Regions from separate parts of the Sus scrofa genome. Here region 1 is linked to region 2. Evidence: chromatin contacts called from public Hi-C data. All regions are on one chromosome and are shown on one strand. The core of a region is the stretch at or near the end of the contact, and the rest is flanking DNA. Distances in the headings are between cores, read along the strand shown. Region 1 holds the start of LYST (lysosomal-trafficking regulator). Region 2 has its middle 73 kb from the start of LYST.

Region 1 (7,335 bases), core at 591-3,090, 72 kb before region 2:
ATTACAAGGTAATATTCAAGAACCACAGATTATCTGGGGGACTGGGTACTTGCAGGTAAGTTACAAGAGTTGAAGCTCCAATGACAGGGTGAGGGGGGATCTGGAAGCCTCCTACATGCCAGGCGAGATGTTTGGGGTTTTTTTTCTGCAGGCAGTGGGAAGCCACTGGAGTCCTTTAAGTTTGGGGATGTGACCAAGCTTGCATTTTGAAAAGATAAGGTTCGGAAGTTGTGTGAGGGATGGATTGGAGGGGAGAGAGACTAGAGGCAGGGAGCCTGGTGGGGAGACTCTGGAAGTTGTCTCAGAAAGATGATGAGGACCCAAATGGAGAAGTCATGGGAACAGAGAGGGCTGTTGAGCAGAATGTGGGAACCAGCCAGAAGTGGGGGGTGAGAAGCTTCATGGAGCAGAATCAGACAAGGCTACTGGGCTTCTGAGTAGATGGAGTTGTCTTTTCATCCACTTCTCTCTTTTCATCTTCTTCATCCACCTCCCCAGCCAGGCTGACCCACTCCCAAGCTCTTCCAGTCTCCTGGCTCAGAACAATTGCTCAACCCTACTTGGGCTTGTTCTTCCATCCCAATCTCTAAACCCCTGACTTCCATCCTAGGCTCAGCACCTCTCTCCATCTGGCAGGCATTCTGGTTTCTCCGAGCTTTCCCTCTAATCTCATTCACAGTCTTTCCCTTCCCCCACCACTCCAGCCACAGAATTTCTTATTTATCCCTTCATAATTCGCCACTTCCATCCTTAGCTCTATGCTGTCTCCCTTCTCCTCCTAGACCAGTCTAAAGCCTCCTAAATAGTAGCACTTGAGCTCTTCTTATCATAGAGCAGGAATATGATAGAGGCTGAAGGGTTAGATAGGGCTGGCAGTGAGGGGTGAGAGAGGAAGTACCTCTTGACTGTATTGGGTTGATGCACCTTGTCTAATAACACCCCAGGGGAGCCCATCAGCACCCACTTACTGTGTGAGTCCTTACACCTGTGCTGTGCTCAGGATGAACAACCTCACTGTACTGACATCCAAGAATGACAGCTGGAATCTCTCCATTGAGGGTCATTGGCTCAGCCCATTCCAGACAGGTATCTTCCTTCTCCTTCCTCTCAGAGCAAGCAGTCTGCAGGAAGCAGCTCCTGAGAGCACCTGGGTGGCCAGGAGTTCATCTGCTTATCCCCTTCCCTGGTGGTCCTACAGCTCTCAGCCTTTACCTAGCCTGCCCACCAAAGCTGTCCACACACTTGGCTGCCACTGGAGGGTGGGTGTCTCAGAAACACTTGAATCCTATCTGTAAGGTGATTACCTTTTTCCAGGGAGCCAGGAACTCTTCCTTGTTGTCATCACTCTGTAGGCATCTTCACTGCCGGCTAATTAGCAGCCATCTACTCTTGCTGCAGTGAAACTGGAGGACCATGTTGTTATGCAAGCTGGGTCACTTGTTTGCAGTTAACTTCCGGCTTCTGTTCAGCTGACTTAGGGTTGCATCATTCTCCTGGCATTATCAGAGCATGCACAGTTGAGTTGAACAGCCTGAAGCCCCATTAGATGGCAATGGCGAACCCTGCAGCCTTTCCGATGTCACCAGAGGAAGCTGCAGGAGCAGATGGGGAAGGGTAGCTTTATGCACCACAAGAACCTCATGACACAACTTCTCCGTGGGAAGAATGGATCCTCAGCCCAAAGAGGCAATGCACCAAACACGCTGGCACTGCAGCCACCCTTTTCAAAGCCAAATCATCATTGGAAATGACTTCTTGTAAAGCCCTCTGCTGCCTCTCCGTTTGGTGATGAGGCTAGGCGGTCTGTGCTCCCAGGAAGGCAAGTGGCCCTCTCCCTCTGGCTCTTTGGCAGGAGGCCCTGCTTGGATCACGTGGCGTATCTGGCAAATCAAGTTCAATTTCTTTGCAGTGGAGCTGCAGCAGGGCTTTCCAGTTAGTGATTTTGTGGTGGCTTCTGTGAGTCAGAGTGCTCTGATTCTCTGGCAGAGGGGGAGGGCCTATGTTTGCAAGGAGCATCATCACTCTTGTTTTGAGAATTCTGCAGCCACTTGGAGGACATAGAAACAAACTAAACACCAAGCCACTGCCACTTTCACCAAACTCGTAGTGTAGTATTTCTGCCCTTCTTTTGTGCTGACATCTGCCTCTCCCTCTCTCTTTTTTTTTTTTTCTTCTGCTGTTATTCTTTTTGTATTTATTTATTTATCTATCTATCTATCTTTGCTTTTTAGGTCCTCACTCACAGCATATGGAAGTTCCTAGGCTAGAGGTCAAATCAGAGCTGCAGCTGCCAGCCTACACCATAGCCACAGCAATGAGGGATCCGAGCTGCATCTGTGACCTACACCACAGCTCATAGCAATGACAGATCCTTAACCACTGAGCGAGGTCAGAGATTGAACTCATATCCTCATGGCTACTAGTTAGATTTGTTACCGCTGAGCCACAATAGGAACTCCTATTATTTTTTATAAAAATTTGATTACAAATACTCTCATATTTTCAATCCCATGCCTATTATGGATTTCTGGATTAATATTTTATTATTAATAATAAAAAACATTTGTTTATTTTATAGATAAGAAATCTGAGACTTGTTCAATGCCACACTTTTTTTTTTTTTTTACTTTTTAGGGCCCCACCTGCAGCATATGGAGGTTCCCAGGGTAGGGGTTGAGTCTGAGTTGCAGCTGCTGGCCTACGCCACAGCCACAGCAACATCAGATTCAAGCCGTATCTTTGACCTACACCACAACTCCCAGCGATGCCAGATCCTTAATTCACTGAGCGAGGCCAGGGATCGAACCCACATCCTCATGAATGCTAGTCAGATTCTTTTCTGCTGAGGCATGACAGAAACTCCCTGCACTTCTTTCATATATTTATTTTTGATTTTTTAAAAATTTATTTATTTTTTCAATTAGTTTTTAAGTTCTCAAGTAGTTGCTTTATTCCTCTCAATTATTTGTGTGTGTGTGTATATATATATATATATATTTATATATATATATGTATTTTTTTTTTTTTTTTTTTTAGTTTTATTTTAGGAGTTCCCATTGTGGTGCAGCAGGTTAAGAATTGAGCATAGCCACAGCTATGGCATAGGTGACAGCTGTGGCTCAGAATCAATCCCTGGCTCAGGAACTTCCATATGCCATGGGTGTGGCCAAAAAAGAAAAAAAAATCTATTTTATTGAAGTAGAGTTGATTTACAAAGTTGTGTTAGTTTCTAGTGCACAGCAATGTGATTCAGTTATACATATACATGTATATCTATTATTTTTCAAATTCTTTTCCATTATAGGTTATTACAAGCTATTGCATATAGTTCCAGGCACTGTGCAGTAGGACTTTGTTTATTTTATAGATAGTAGTTTGTATCTGCTAATCCCAAATTCCTAATTTGTCCCTCCCTCAATCCTTTCTCCTTTGGTAACCATCAGTTTGTTTGTCATATTGCTTTTAAATGATAACACTGGTCAGTTTAACTTGCAGTTGCAAGCTCTTAACTACCTACTAGGCTACTCTGTGTGTGTGTGTGTGTGTGCGCGCGCACACATGTGTGTATGATACATATATAGACTATACAGATGTGCGATAAGTATTTGTTGAATTACTATTATGTATTACATGTATTTGCTCAGAACTTTCAGTGCTATTACTGTACTTAGAAATTGATATTAATTAGGTTATATTCCAGACACCAATTACAGTTAAACAAATTCATATTATAACATCACGGTGGAGTTTGGAACAATGGCTGTTAAAGTGAATATTTATAATAGGTATTATCGGATTACTTACGGTTCTCAATTTCCATGCCTGGCTAAACACTAAAGTACCTGGCACAGTCTTCATAATTGGTTCCTAAACAGATAGTTGCAAATGTAGTTTAATATTTTATGTGCCATGTATGTGTTCGGCTCTTGATAAGTATCTTTTCAATGAGTCGTGATTGCAACCCCTGCTTGCAATGTCTGTTGCTGCTTGGGCCGTGTCTGGGACTCCTCCAGCTACACTCAGTGCAACGAGGGTAGTTTGACTTTATTTACCATCCTTGGGTCAGTTCTAGTTTAGCTCAGTGACACACACCCAACAGAGACGTAAGGGTCAAAGGCACTGAGAGAAAGTTCTTTATCTTTCCAACTCAAAAACTGTCTGAATGCTAAGAGATAATAAAGTCACCACCAATGTATGTCCCTAGGGGAAAAAAAATTCTCTTTACCTTGAAAGGTTTGTTAGCTTTGTTTCACCTTGTAGCACACAAAAAAAGTCCTAAAGTATTTTGAATACCTGTGAAGACTAAAGGAAGTGTTTGCTTGCATTTATCCTGATGCTTCCTGCCTCCTTTACTTCTACTGCTGTATGAGCACCTATCACAGCTTGGTGTGCTGGATTAGTGTTTTCTTCCTGAAAGCTTTCTGGAAGCAAAACAATCTTGTGCCTATTAGGAATTTGGAGGCCCTTGTTCATGAACAGGGTGCCAATGATTCATTTGGAAGACAGGTTTCAATCATTTAGTTAAACACTTTTCTGGGATACAGACTCATATCAAAAATGGCTTAAACCTTGGGGGCAGATTCCAAAACGCCTTATATACATTTTCGGTAGCAGTGATCCTCCTTATCGGTTCTTAGGGGTCCTGGTTTTGCCAGATTAACCGGTCAATTAGGGAAAACCAAACAGTGAACTTGATTTCCTCGAAGATATTTCCAACTTGAAGAGTCTGTGGAGTTCTTACTATCCTATTACAATAAGGCTTTGAAGGAGACTCAGGCAGTTTCGAAGGAGTTAACTTTGTAAAGGTGCAGTAGTACTTTCATTTATTTAGAATTTATATCCTGCCTAGTTCTGACATGGCACAAGATAGTTGTCCAAACATAAACAATAGAAAAATAGGGTAACTTAAGATTGCAGATACAATAGGGACTCTGTAAATGGGTGAATATAACCAGTTACATGAGATGGGGTGATTATTATAGTTGCTCTGAATTTGGCCTATATTTCTGGTAACCCATGCACAAGAGGAAGTAAAATAGGGACCAGAGGTTATTATAGGTCAGAGCAAAAAAACAAAAAGTTTTAATCACTTTAATCTTTTATATGATAAAGATAAATGGCCCTAAACTGGTGTTAAATTAGTTGGCATTAAATTCAAGGGGGGAATTAAACCATTTATCCTGAAAGAGTTACTGTACTCTTTAAAACACATCAAGAGGAAAATATAAAAGTCATTAATTATTTCTCCTATATATAGGTTGTCTACTATTATTATTCAAGATGAGAGAATGGCACATTAAAAGTATGTCGAGTTATGATGAGGAGTGGAGTGGAGAGAAAATTCAATCTACTATCTTTCACACGCCTTCAGTACCTGTTCACTCAGTGTGGAAGGGTTGGCTGAGCAGTGGCTAGGAAAGACATAAGGGTTACCACCCTACTGGGTGGCATGCAGTGCCCTGCCTTGTGGAGAGGACCTGAAAACCCAATTAACCTCCTCACTAAGGAATCCTGTCTCTTGCTTCTTGGAACTACCAAACCCTCCTCTCCACCTTCCCACCTCCTAGAATCTTTTCTTGAATATTTTTAAAAAATAAGTAAATAAAGCAGGACTCTTTGGCTCCTCCTCCAAAAGTTAAACATGGAATTATCACATGATCCAGCAATTCTGCTTCTGTGCATATGCCCCAAAGAAATGAAAGCAAGGACTCAAGAAGATAATTATACACCCATGTTCATAGCAGCCTTATTCCCCAAAGCCAAAAGGTGGAAGCAACTCAAGTGCCCACTGATGAATGAACGGATACACAAAATGTGGTATATCCATACAACGGAATATTATTCAACCATAATGAGATAGGAAATTCTGTTGAATCTGAAAACATGATCCTAAGTGAAATAAGTCAGACACCAAGGGACCGATGCTGTAGGATGCCACTCATACGATGCACTAGAATAGACACATGCATAGAGATAGGAAGTAGAAGGGTAGTTTCCAGGGGATGGGGAGGATGAAGGGGGTGTTACTGTTTCATGTATACAGAGTTTCTATTTGGGAAGACGATGGGGAGGATGGATGGTGGTGATGGTTGTACAACTTTGCGAATGTACTTAATGTCACTGAGGGTGGTGCTCAGCAAACTGAGAAGGGACTTGGAGACTGAGAAACAAAGCAGGCAACTCCGTAATGTGCAACTGTGAAGTTTATTGTGAGTAACTTCTGCAAAGGCAGGATCAGGCAGCGTCTGTAGTTGCACTCCACGCCACTGAAAGGGGTTCATGGGAATGTAAAAGAGCCAAAGACCAAGATGGAATCTAATTAGTAAGGGAAAAGCACGTCCACACCAATGAGAACTGGGGGTTTTTCTTCTCTTCCTCTGCATCAGCAAAAGGCACTCTTCCAGTTTTCTTATCAGATGAAGGCCAGGGGGAAGGTTGGTAGGAACTTGTCTGGCTTGGTTACATTGCTTGAGTAACATTAAAGCTCAGTCACTCAGAAAGGGGAGAGGGCGGGACTGCGGGCATATAAGATGGAGCTGACACAACGGAGTCAGTACGGTCCAGCCATGCAAGCCGCTCTGACATCTATGGCCCTGTGCAAGTGGTGGTCCCTACATACTTTCCAACTCAGTCGAGTCCCTAAGAGTGGCTGCCTGATTTGCTTTTTTACTAGCAAAGGCTTGTGTGAGACCCATAGCAGTAGGAACATAGGTTAATGTGTATCTGTGTCCCTCTGACAATGGCAAGGGGCCAAAATAGTCCACCTGACATCTAGTCACTGGGCCAGCATCTCATCCAGTGTCTCGGGGTCATTGCTGCAGGTTACAGTGGGGACCGTCCCTATTGACTCCTGGCAGATGGGTGTTTTTGATGGGAAGGGGTCACCTCTTGACTGTCTCCCAGGTGGCTTGGGGGGCCTCAGTGTCTCGACTTTTGATGAAGCACCCTGGTGAGGATTCGAGCTGGACAACAGAGGAGATGCTGTCAGAAGGGTTCTGGTCCAAGGCCATTGCTGCAGAGCTTTGCAGCTCTTGTGTCGGGTCCCTTTCAGATGAGTCTGGATAAAGGGCTCAGGCAAGGATGACTGACCTATAACAAAACCAGTTCACGATGAGAACGGGGCTCTGCAAAATTCCCGTACTCACCAGTCAGACGCACATGGGCTGTCTGAATGACTGACCCTGGCTGCTGGCCTGGACTTGCACCTCCAGGACCACTCTGCTGGGGGCTGGTGTCTCCTGGGGGCTTCAGCCGTGGCTCCCAACATTGCCCGTAACCCATGACTACTTCCCAAGCCTCGGACCACCTCTGTGTCCCGCTGCTCCTGGGCGCTCA
Region 2 (6,867 bases), core at 942-3,441:
CAGGAATTAAATCCATACCACAGCAGCAACCCAAGCTGCTGCAGTGACAATGCTGGATTCCTCTATCATCCTTATGTGTTATTAAACAATAAGCATAATGCTTTGCCATCTAATTTGATACAAAATAATCCACACTTGAGTACCACTTTTCTCTTTATTTTGACATGATGAGTATGAACTGGTAACTTCTGTTTTGTTTTGTTTTTTGGCCACACCTGTGGAATGTGGAAGTTCCCAGGCCAGAGATCAAACCTGTGCCATAGCAGCAACCCTAGCTACAGTGGTGACAATGCTGGATCCTTAACCCACTGTGCAACTGGGGAACTCCTGAGCTGTTTTATAGTTACAGAAAACATTGAGCAGAAAGTGCATACACTTCACACACACACACACACACATCCAGAGTTTCCCCTATTATTAACATCTTGCATTAGGAAGTGTGGTACTCTCGTTACAATGGACGAGGCAATGTTGATACACTGTTCTTATATATAGTCTATAGTTTAAAGTTCACTCTTGGAGCTGTACATTCTATGGGCTCTGTTTAGGGTGGAATAACATGTGTTCACCTATACAATATCATACACAATAGTTCATAGCTCTATTGTATTCACCCCTCTGCACTCCACCTCTTCATCATTCCCTTCCACTCCACCCTGAAACAACTGATCTTTTTACTGTCTCCATAGTTTTTCCTTTCCAGAATGTCAAGTAGTTGGAGTCATACAGTGTGTGGCCTTTCAGATGGGCATCTTTCACTTAGTAATATGCATCTAAGGCTCCTCCATGTCTTTGCATGGCTTGATAGCTCATGTCTTTTTGGGGCTAATATCCCATTGTCTGGATGGACCACAGCTCCTTGATCCATTCACCTACCGAAGGACATCTTCCTTGGTTTCCACGTTTTGGCAGTTATGAATAAAGCTGCTGTAAACATCTGATTTCAGGTTTTTGTGTGGGTATGTTTTCAGCTTCTTTGGATGAATACTAGGGAGCATGATTGCTAAATCGTGTGGTAGGAGCATAATTAGTTTTGTAAGCAATGATATCAAAGTATCTGTTCCACTTTGTATTCCCAAAGAAATTAACAAGAGTTGCTGTTCTTCACATCTTTGCCACCATTTGGTGGTGTTAGTGTTCTGGATTTTGGTCATTCCTAAGATAAATAGTGGTAGTTCATGGTTGTTTTTTGTTTGTTTGTTTTTGTTTTTTGGGGTTTTGTTTTTTTGGCTTTGTTTTCGGCTGCTCCTAAAGCACATGGAAGTTCCCAGGCCAGGGATGGAAACTTTGGCACAGCAGCAACCCAAACCACCACAGTGCTCTTTCATTTAATTATCATTGCTCTTTTAATTAATAATTCCCTACTTACATTGGTGCTGAGCATCATTTCACATGATACTTTCCACCTGTATATCTTCTTTGATGAGATAGGTTTAGATCCTTTGCCCACTTATTAAGTCGAGTCTTCTTTTTTCTTACTATTGAGTTTTAAGAGTTCTTTACATATTTCGGATGCTGGTTCTTTATCAGGTAGGTGCTTTGCAAATATTTTCTCCCAGTCTGTGACTTCTCATTGTTGCAAGTCTGTTCTCTTTTCAGCCACTCAGGAAGACCAATGAGAACAGACATGCAATGTCTCCTAGAGTGTGCTGTATGCTCACACCCACTGGACAGCTGGCTGATGTGGGGGGCCACATCTAGGCAGTGGGAGAGAGTTTGGGCTGGAAGAATTTGTATCTGGATTGGGAGTATATTGGCTTCCACAGCACTAGCTCCATCGATCCATCTGTCCCTCCATCTAAAGTTTAAGGTGTGCCTGTTATGAGCCCTGCACCACGCTAAGTGTTAGAAAAGCAAAGGTGCGTACAACAGAGACTTTGCTTTCAAAAACTGCAAAGGCCAGTCCGGAAATTGGACAAAGAAATAGGTCATTTCAGCGCAGTGTGAGAAGTGCTGGGGAGAGGGAAGGGTGGGTCCGGTGAGGGCGGGGGAGGCTATTGGGGTGGGGCAGGGAATCAGGGTGAAGGTCTCGCATACCCCATGGTCTCCAGGGACCTGGGGCAGCATAGGGGTGCATCCCCACCTGGCTGAGCCTTTTGCAGGTGCTCCCAGGAGTGTTCCACCCCAAAGAGCAAAGAGTATCCTCCCCATATGGCACTCTCACTGTCCCAACCGCAGCTTCCTCTGTCACTTTCACGTGGTCCCCAAACAGGAAGTGCTGCAAGGCCCTCTGGAGCCCCCGGTGAAGCAGCCTTCACACCCCAGTGGGGACCACCTCCAGCTCATCTTCAGGGCAGCAGCTATGGCTACACTCACCGTCAGCCTAGCAGAGGACCCTCGGGAGGCCAGGGACAGGCGTGTTGCCTCTTCCTTCCCCACCCCCACCCCCACGCCACAAGGTGACCCGCAGGAGGATGCAATTACTCCACGGCCACTACGGTTGTGAAGGGGAACCAAGGAACTTCCCATTTTCAAGGTTCTGCAATCAGCCATATGGGGAAAATCTTTCCTCACCTCTCTCTCAACGAGTTCTTTTAGTTAGAAAGGTAGTGCATGCTTCTAGCAAAGCCTTCTAATGACAGTAGAGGTTAATCTGTGCAGAAAAGTGAAACCCCTTCTCCCTAACCCAGCACCACATACCCCTCCCCAGAGAGAACCACGGTTACCAGTTTCTCGTGTCTGCTTCCAGTCTCTCCCTAAGTGCAAAACACATGTACCCCTGGTTGTACAAAAATAGGCAGCAGGATGCACAGTGTTCCATGACCGCTTCATTCCCGTCTCTCTACATTTGTACATTTTCCCATGTTACGACAGATGACCTGATTTGCAATTTGTTTTTATCAGTCCCTTGTCTGTTTTTTTAAGGCAGCTACTTATGCCCATGAAAGGCTGTAAACTAGAACTGGCTGGAGGCCTCCTTAGTAATGAGAAGAGGCCACAAAATGGAAAGAGCATGAGACAGATCGAGCCCAGGATTCCAGCATGCTCACTGTGTCGCCTTTGCAGGTTTATTTACCTCTCTGGGTTGGGTTCAGATGCCACATCAATAACAAGTAGATGACATTTGATTTAGGCTATGGGTCAGAGTGTAATAGTTGCTCAAGAATTATAGCTCTTGGAATTCCCATTGTGGCTCAGTGGAAATGAACCCAACTCGTATCCATGAAGATATGGGTTTGATCCCTGGCCCTGCTCAGTGGGTTAAGGATCCTGCATTGCCATGAACTGTGACATAGGCTGGCAGCTATACCTCTGATTCGACCCTTAGCCTGGGAACTCCCATATGCCACACCTGCAACCCTGAAGAAAAAAAAAATTAAAAAAAAAAAAAAAAAGAATTGGTAGTTCCCCTCATGGCGCAGCAGAAACGAATCTGACTAGGAACCATGAGGTTGCGGGTTCAATCACTGGCCTTGCTCAGTGGGTTAAGGATCCTGTGTTGCCGTGATGCAGCTCCAATCTAGCGTTTCTGTGACTGTGGTATAGGCCAGCAGCTGCATCTCTGATTAAACCCTTAGCCTGGAAACTCCCATATGCTGCAGGTGCAGCCCAAAAAAGACAAAAAAAAAAAAAATTGTAGCTTTTAAATAAACGGAAAGACATCAGATGTTGATGGATTGGAAACCTCGGTTGTACTAAGAATTAAGCAATAACTGATGTAACTCCATCCCCATTAAATCCCTTAGGGTTTTTTTTCTCCCCATTAAATGTGCAATGGTTCCCACCTTGCTCCACATGGGAGTCACTTGTGGAGACCAGTGAAGTCTAATCCAGCCTCCAAGGCCCTGACCTAACACAGGGCTGACTGCCAGGCTCGCAGGAGGTGCTGAGCTCTGGATGAGGGATGCGGGGGCCCGGGAGGCGGGCACACATTTGCAGCTCACGCTCACGTTGGTTTCCCTTTTTTTTTTTTTTTTTTTTTAGGGCCGCTCCGGGGGCATATGGAGATTCCAAGGCTAGGGGTCTAATCAGAGCTGTAGCCACCGGGCTACGGTGTAGCCACAGCAACGTGGGATCCGAGCCGCGTCTGCGACCTACACCACAGCTCACAGCAATGTCGGATCCTTAACCCACTGAGCAAGGCCAGGGATTGAACCGGCAACCTCATGGTTCCTAGTCAGATTCATGACGGGAACTCCCCGCGTTGGTTTCCTTTCTGAACCCATGTGCTCTTTCCCTCCCAGGAACTCAGCTGTTAGAACCAAGGTACAGTGTATCCCACGCCATTCGTTGTCTAGGCTCCCCTCACGACGTCCAATGGGATTTACGGTGTTCACATTCTGGAGGTCAGACGTCTGGGGTCAGGGTGTTGTCAGGGTCAGGCTCTTCTTTTTTATTGTTGTTGTTGGCTTTTGTTTGTTTTTACAGCCGTACCCGCAGCATATATATGTTCCCAGGCTAGGGGTCTGATTGGAGCTGTAGCAGCCAGCCTATACCACAGCCACAGAAATGCAGGATCTGAGCCAAATCTGTGACCTACACCACAGCTCACGGCAACACCAGATCCTTAACCCACTGAGCCAGGCCAGGGATCGAAGCCAAAACTTCATAGATACTGGTTGGGCTTGTTACTGCTAAGCCACATGGGAACTCCCAGGGTCAGTCCCTTCTGAGGGTTGGGGAGGGATCTGCTCCTGGCTTTAGGGGCTTGGCGGTCAGCTTTGGCCTCTTTGCCTTGTAGATGCATCACCCCAGTGCCAGCCTCCATTTCACATGGGCTTTTCCTGGATTGTGTGTCTCTGAGTCCAAATTTCTCTCGCTTTTTTTTGGGGGGGGGGGCTTTTTTAGGGCCACACCCAAGGCACATGGAGGTTCCCAGGCTAGGGGTCATATCAGAGCTACAGCTGCCGCCTACACCACAGCCACACCAGATCTGCATCTTCGACCTCTACCACAGCTCACAGCAACACCAGACCCTTAACCCACTGACCAAGGCCAGGGATCGAACCTGCAACTTCATGGTTCCTAGCTGGATTCGTTTCCACTGCGCCATGACGGGAACTCTGCAAATTTCTCTTTTTATAAAGACACCAGATCCTACTGGATGAAGGCCCATCTCAATGACCTTACCTGAACCCAAGTACCTGTAAAGACCCTGTCTCCAAACAAGGTCATATTCTGAGGTACATGGGGTTAGGACTTCAGCATTTCTTTTTGAGGGGGAAGAATTCAACCCATAATTGGTGGTGAAGGAATTAAAACGGTGTTTTACTTTTTTTTTTCTTTCTAGGGCCGCACCTGCAGCATATGGGAATTACCAGGCTAGGGGTCCAATCGGAGCTGCAGCTGCAGGACTATACCACATCCACAGCCACACCAGATCTGAGCCACATCTGCCACCTACAACTGCAGCTTGCAGCAATGCCAGATCCTAACCCACTGAACAAGGCCAGGGCTCGAACCCGCATCCTCACCAACATTATGATAGGTTCCTAACCCACTTAGCCACAACAGGAACTCCCCGAGCTCTTTAAAAATACATGGGCTGGGTGGTGGTGCTGAGGCCACGTTGGAAAATAATCTGCCACAGGGTAGAGCCTGGGCCTCGTGACCTTTAGGCCAGAGCTTCTCCCCTGGTTCAGGCTGCTTTGGGAGGCATGTAGTGCTGCAGAATAAGCAGGAATTGACTACTTCTAGATCAACCCCTCCCCTCACTGGCAAAGGAACCCAAAAACAAAATCCCCAAATCCCTGAGATAGATTATTTGCAATATCTATGGAAAAGGCTAATTAACTTTAAAATGCATAAAGCCCTTATAAATCGGTAAGATTGTCCCAGTTTTAAAAACAACAACATCAACAAAGGACTCAAAAAGGCAACTGAAAAAAGGAATTAAAAAGTGAGGAATAAATACTTAAAGGATCACTCAACTAGGTTTTCATAAATGACACCCCCCATGGGTATCTTCTAATTGTCAAAGGTTTTTTCAAAAAGAACTCTCAAAAGGCAGACAACCAGGGAAGGGGCACAAACCCTTCTGCTCGTGGGAGTATATGCTGGTACAAATTTCTGTGGGTCAGTTGGGAGGTATTTATGAAAAGCCATGAAATCTCAAATAATAGTGTGTTGGAATTTATCCTAGAGAAATAAATAAGGACACTTTGGTATAAGTACAAGGGCATACATTAAGTGTTATATACCATAGTTAAAAAATAAAACCCAAAAAAACAGAACCATCTTAAATGTTTGTCAGTAAGAAAGCTGGTTGGAGTTTATTATTCATTCATACAACTGAATAGAATACTATGCAGTCATTAAAAGTCATGCCCATCAAATGTATGGGTACAAAGAGGAAAGGGGGGAAGGGAGGGATAAACTAGAAATTTGAGATTAATAGATACAATCTATTAGAGTTTCCGTTGTGGCTCAGAGGTGATGAACTTGACTAGTATCAATGAGGACTCTGGTTTAATCCCCGGCCTTGCTCAGTGGGTTATGGATCTGGCGTTGCCATGAGCTGTGGTGTAGGTTGCAGATCTGGCTCAGATCTGGTGTGGCTGTGGTGTAGGCCAGTAGCTGTAGCTCTGATTCGACCCCTAGCCTGGGAACTTCCATGTGCTGCAGGTGCAGCCCTAAAAGGAAAAAAAATAGATATATACTATTATATATAAAATAAACAACAAGGACCTACTTGTATAGCACAGGGAACTATTCAGTATCTTGTAATAACCTATAATGGAAAAGAATTCATTCTTATATATGAATCACTTTGCTGTACACCTGAAACTAACACAACATTGTAAATCAACTATACTTCAACTTTTAAAAAAAAGTTTAAAAAAGAGTGCTATTCGAGATTTCTCCAAAGACATAACAGATGGCTGAAAAACACATGAAAAATATGCTCAACATCACTAATTATTAGAG

Evidence for each region. Hi-C and Micro-C count contacts between places; a contact is called where the count stands out from the background.
Region 1: a Hi-C map of blood shows a contact between it and region 2, with 3 times the contacts expected there. The contact joins the promoter of LYST here to the enhancer-like site in region 2. A contact is called at or near these places in 2 of 5 promoter capture datasets (both in liver), 13 of 47 Hi-C or Micro-C datasets (adipose tissue, alveolar macrophages, blood and 6 more) and 1 of 2 datasets of contacts at active chromatin or transcription factors (alveolar macrophages).

The regions. Positions count from the first base shown.
Region 1 is chr14:55,427,668-55,435,002 of Sscrofa11.1, reverse strand. It overlaps LYST (lysosomal-trafficking regulator), which reads right to left and starts at 1,840. Exons shown (of 54, transcript XM_021073151.1): 1 at 1,305-1,840.
Region 2 is chr14:55,356,810-55,363,676 of Sscrofa11.1, reverse strand. No RefSeq gene overlaps it. Among named protein-coding and RNA genes, the nearest start is that of LYST, 73 kb to the left of the region's middle. Within about 2 kb of position 2,191, at least 15 of the 83 cell types and tissues checked have an H3K27ac peak or open chromatin away from gene starts, as enhancers often do. A contact at or near this core is called in alveolar macrophages, fetal liver and liver, where this site is marked.